Regions from separate parts of the Anas platyrhynchos genome. Here region 1 is linked to region 2. A link is a contact called in public Hi-C data. All regions are on one chromosome and are shown on one strand. The core of a region is the stretch at or near the end of the contact, and the rest is flanking DNA. Distances in the headings are between cores, read along the strand shown.

Region 1 (2,700 bases), core at 112-2,611, 81 kb after region 2:
GCTCTCAGGTCATACTCACTGCTACAAATTCTCCTGCTATATATGTTTTTCTTCTTCCTTTTCCTAATGTCACTGTCACCCCTTCTAAAAAAAAAAAATCTTACATCATTGAAGTCAGGGCGTCTTGCCAATGGGGGCTTTCTCTAGGCTCTACTACACAGCAGTGCACAATGTTCTTGTTCGGCACATCATAATTCCCTTCACATTTTTGTACAATCAATCTGTCAACTTTTTCTGGGTTTGCATCTTTGGTTTGTAATACAAAAAATATTGCATTGCTTTTATTTTTCCCTCTCTTCTTATTCTACAGAATTGCTTTCCTTTCTATGACATTGAATCAATCACTTCTTTAAAAGCAAACCAACATTTTTTTTGTGTTTTTGTTTTTGTTTTGGGGGTGGAGAACAATAATAGAACCACACTAACCCCACAGTGCAGCAGTACAGAATGGATTTAAAGAATTTCAGCCTGCTAAACATCCATGTATTTCCGTTGATGACTGAATTACAGTGTTGTAGGTATAAAGTAGTTCACCTCCTGGAGGGTCATTTTCCAGTCTTGAAAAAAAAAAAATACTGAAACTAGGGCAACTTTTGTGCCACCTAGTGGCCCCTCCTGTCTGAATAACAAATGCATTTTAAATTCCCTTATCTAAAGTTTTAAGTCTAAGTACATTGGAAACTTTCAGAAGTAGTAAACTATGAAGTAAGGAGTCAAAAAACACTACTTAAATTATGAAGAATTTCCTTCTTTTCTATCTTTTCTCACAAATTTGGCTATTTATCCCTCCAGGCACTTGTCCATGCCTTGCCTCTGCATAGCAGAGGTGAGTATCACAAATGGTAATCTTTTTGTTACTACAGCTTATTTCTGGGTTGAGATCTTGTCATTTCCAGACACCTTTCACTTAGGCATTTCAATGCTCTCAACAGGTGAGTCCTGAGTTCACCTTTATCCTATTGTAGAAAATGGAACAAATTGTCACCACACTGTCATTCAGTAAAGTCAGCGTAGTAGGAAAGGTGATGAACCTTTCCAAATAATTATACTGTAAGCTGTACTAGTCACAGTATTTCAAGCCTTGCTGACTGAGCTCAGTCACCTCCATCTGTATTTGTGTACCAAAACCGCAGCAGAGTTAACAAGTTCCCAGAAGCTGCAGAGATGGACAGACTCCATTGGATTCAGAAGGAATTTGAGATGCTAAAAATGCCAGCCATCCCACATCTGGTTACAAGATAACTATTGTGATGATCTTGCAAGTGTGTTGTGTCTCCAGAGTCCCACTAGGCTGCACCTCTGACACTGAACACTAGTATTTGGTCTAGCCAGGCTGGCTCCTTATCAAGGTACACTATTTAGGCGTGGGATGTTCAATGCAAGCCTAAGGCTAAGTGTGGAGTGCTTTCATAAACACCAACCAAAAATGAATAGGGACAGGCATCAGTGGGAAAATCTGTTTTAAGCTGTGTGTAAAAGGCTGTGCACTTTATTTACATCATCCCATAATGACAGAGTTTCACAGACTCACTGAGGACCAACCCAACAGAACTGCTGCTGGAAATGGGCAGTCTGACACAATCCTGTTTTCCAGCCAGATTTTCTCCTGCAGTCTCCTGCAAATGGTATCAGAACACCATTTGGACATGACTCAAAAATGCAACATCTAAACACTGCTTTAGTCAGTAAGAACTAGGTCATGGGTTCTCTTTGTAGCTCTCTTTCTGGCATTCACTTGACAGAGTCTGATGGGTACTGTCTTCAGCGCAGGAACTTTATGAGATTCCTTCAACTAGAAGATCAAATCTCTTCCTCAAGTTTCCACTGTACCCAGGGATACTCTATTTGGAAAAGGACTTTATTTATGATGATATTCATTTACAAAGTCCACCGATTTGAGAAATGGTCCAAATAATAAGTGCTGTCAGAGTAATTACAAGACTATGAGGCTAGCAGTGGTGGTGTTTGTTCTGCTAATTGTACTTAATTTACTGTGAAGTTTTACAGTGGCTCCTGTAGCTTTGAGTGCACTGAGTTGTGGTTCTGCTGTGTATACCAGGGGGAGAAGATTATCAGTTAGGTAGCCCAGTGAGAACCATTACTGAAATGATCCTACATGGCAGGCTTTCCAGTGTCTTTTTTGGACACAGCCAGCAGTGTGAGTAGCTATGCTGCTTCAGGCTGGCACATGAAGTGGGCCATCTGCCTGCTGCTGTTGGGAATCCACCTTCTACATAAGGTACAACAGGGAAGCCAGCAAGCTCCATATTACCCTTCTCTACTCACTCTGCAAATGAGCGTGGTGCTATGTATGTTTGTGTCTGGAATTACTACATTTCATTGCATGGGAGTGCCACGGAGTGCATGTTGAAAAACTCTGTTCTGTTTCCTTCCTTGCATATGGCCTTAAACTGGCCTTTCTAATCATGGTGATTTACTGATGTGTTTGCCAGGCTCAAAACTGGATCGCAGTTTGCAATGGATGCTGGCAGACAATGATGCTAGGGTGATTACATATCTGTAGGTCACCATCAGGTGAAGTATATCTGAGGGAATGCCTACAAAACTGGAATGGCCATGCATGCATCCTCTGCTTGTAACTGAGCCATATATTTACTTGTTGCATGGGGAATTCTCATTCTGTGGGAGCTCATGGGGTTCTTCAGGAGGGAATAGGTCATAGTGAAGGAAAGGAAAAAA
Region 2 (2,700 bases), core at 71-2,570:
CACTGATTAAGATTTGAAAAAAGACATCTCTTGTATTTTACAAAGAAGCATAAATGTGAGTTAGATACGCAGAGTTTCTGAAGGCAACATAGTAAGTTACATAACATATTAAACTTGAGAGAACATCAAAACAAGTTGACTTTGGAACTGGATCCTTGCTACTGTATCACAAATATTGCTCCAAAGAGGGAAAAAAAAAAAAAAAAAAGAACAATGAACCAAATTGTACAGAATTGACTGAACACACCACACAGACTTTTGGGGTATAAAAGAAGGTACTAGTAAACAAGTCAGTTTGTCTTAAGATATTACTTTAGAAGATATAGGAAATAATAGAACAAGTACTGCAAGCCTTTTTGAGTGGGAAAGGAAACAGAGCCACTATGGGTCACAAATGAAATGAACCTCACTGCAGCAGCCTAAAACCCATTCAGCCACTTATGGCATCAAATGACCACACAAGACACTGTCCACTTTCAGATGTAATTAATATGCAATGCAAACTTGAAGCACAGTATTTGTTTCACATTTTTATGCAAAGTCCTTGACTGTTCTGTTTTTCCACTGAAGTCAGAAAAACCATGGACAGATTTCATGACCCACTTCTTCAGACTTACACTTTACAGCAAAAGCATTAAAACACCAGCTGGACTGTTACATGTTTATGGAAGCTTGTTATATTTGAAACCAAAGAATGCTTACAAGAAAAGAGAAAACACACAAAAGCATAAATGAACAGCAATGCTTCTGTGATTCATCGCAGAGAGGAAGCAACGTGAAAGCTGCTACACGTTTGTGACTCCCCCGCGTTTGTTTTTTATATCACACAAAGCAATGCTTCCCTGTGAGCTTCAAAAACACCCAGCCAGCTACCTCGAGAAGGCATTTAACAGCCACAGCTCTTTGCCGTGGCTGCATTTCTAACATTAAGAGCTGACCGCTGGCCCAGGATTTAACCACCCCAGCACGCACACAGCCGCGCTGCCCGCAGGCCGAGCCCGTTCCCAGCCGCTGACGGGCGGGCAGAGGGGGCGCGGCTGGGGGCCGGCAGCGCGGCCCTGCGCCTGCGGGGCACGAAGCGAGCGGGGAGGAGGCCGAGCCGCCCAGGGAAGGGCCGCGGCCGGGCTGGCGCGGCGCGGGGACCCCGCCGGCTCCCATCACCTGCCGCTCCCCCTGCGCGCCGTACTTGGTCCCGTTCCGCAGGCCCAGCGTCCCCTCCAGCAGCGCCAGCTCCGCCGCCATCTTCCCTCGCAACCGCCGCCGCCAACAACCGGCGAGCACGTTGGGCGGCCGGACGCCGCGCCCCCTTAGCAACCGTCGCCGCTATTGGGCTGCGGGAGAGCGGCGAGCCAATCGGGCGCTCGGCTCAGCCCGCGCACGCGCCGGGGGGGCTCTCCGGCTTGTGGGTGTCCTTCGGCTTGCGGAGGGCGCCTGCGCAGAGGAGGCGCTCCCCTCACTTGGTGTGCTGCGCATGCGCGCGCTGGGCGCTGAGCCGCGCCTCCCGGCGGGACGGCAGCGCTGCGTGTGTGGGAGCCCGGTGCGGCGAAGGCGGCGGTTACCTCCTGATGAAATAAATAAATGTATAAATAAATAAATAAATGAATGAATAAATAAATAAAATTAATAAATTCATGTGGTGTTCGGTGGTGTGTTGGTGGGGGGTGGCTGAGGTGGGGGGTGGTTCAGTCCGGAGAGGAGGAGGCTCAGGGGAGACCTCATTTCACTCTACAGCTACCTGAAAGGAAGGTGCAGGGAGCTGGGGGTTGGCCTCTTCTCACAGGTAACTAGTGATAGGACTAGAGGGAATGGCCTCAAGTTGCACCAGGGGAGGTTTAGGTTGGAAACGAGGAGACATTTCTGCTCAGAAAGAGCAGTCAGGTGCTGGGACGGGTTGCCAGGGAAGTGGTGGAGACACTGTCCTTGGGGGTGTTCAAGGAGAGGTTGGACGTGGTGCTTGGGAACATGGTGCAGTGGGTGGCATTGCTAGCAGGGTGATGATTGGACCAGATGATCTTGGGGCTCTTTTCCAACCTTAATGATTCTATGATTAAAATTTGTTAAAGACACGCTTTAATCACCTTTTTAATTGAAGATATTCTGATGCAAGTATCATATCTCTGCCTCTCATAAATGTTAGAAATTAAAACAATTTTTAATTGGCAGACCTATTTGTCCAGCATACCAAAATGTAATTCTTGATAGAAGACTACTAAATGCCAAGCTAGTGCTCTTACTAAAAGCAATGAGCTAATCTTGTCCTGGTATGGAGAATTTCAAAATACAGGCTCAGGGCTGTGTTAATCATCTTGAATAAGATGATCCTGACAAGTGTCCTGGTTCTTCACTGAAACACTTGTCTTGATAGAAGGCGACATTTAGATTTGTACCTTCTGTTGCAGAAAAATTCTGAAAGTGGCCACAGAGCCTTCATCTGAAAGGGTAAGAATCCTGAAACCATGAGTGGATTTTTCACCTTTTGCGGAAAAAAAATCTGCTTTTTTATATTAACATCTGCAAAGCACCTTGAGTTTTAAAAAGCTGCTCTGCTTTGAAAATGGCAGTGTATTTTGGTGTAGCCCTTCATCTTCTTTCCTGCAGCAGTATTTTGCAAAGCCAGGGTTCCAGCTGTGCCAGCTGTGTCCCAATGGGATATCAAAGAATGATCTAAATTTGTATGGAATACCATAAGTTTCATTTATT

The links. A called contact is a pair of places that touch in the nucleus more often than the background predicts.
Region 1: a Hi-C map of skeletal muscle shows a contact between it and region 2, with 4 times the contacts expected there. The contact joins the enhancer-like site here to the promoter of EEF1E1 in region 2. A contact is called at or near these places in 2 of 8 Hi-C or Micro-C datasets (skeletal muscle and small yellow follicle).

The regions. Positions count from the first base shown.
Region 1 is chr2:90,470,925-90,473,624 of IASCAAS_PekinDuck_T2T, forward strand. No RefSeq gene overlaps it. Among named protein-coding and RNA genes, the nearest start is that of EEF1E1, 81 kb to the left of the region's middle. Within about 2 kb of position 1,362, at least 3 of the 8 cell types and tissues checked have an H3K27ac peak or open chromatin away from gene starts, as enhancers often do. A contact at or near this core is called in small yellow follicle, where this site is marked.
Region 2 is chr2:90,389,783-90,392,482 of IASCAAS_PekinDuck_T2T, forward strand. EEF1E1 (eukaryotic translation elongation factor 1 epsilon 1) reads right to left here and starts at 1,321. Exons shown (of 4, transcript XM_027451599.3): 1 at 1,162-1,321. The coding sequence starts at 1,242.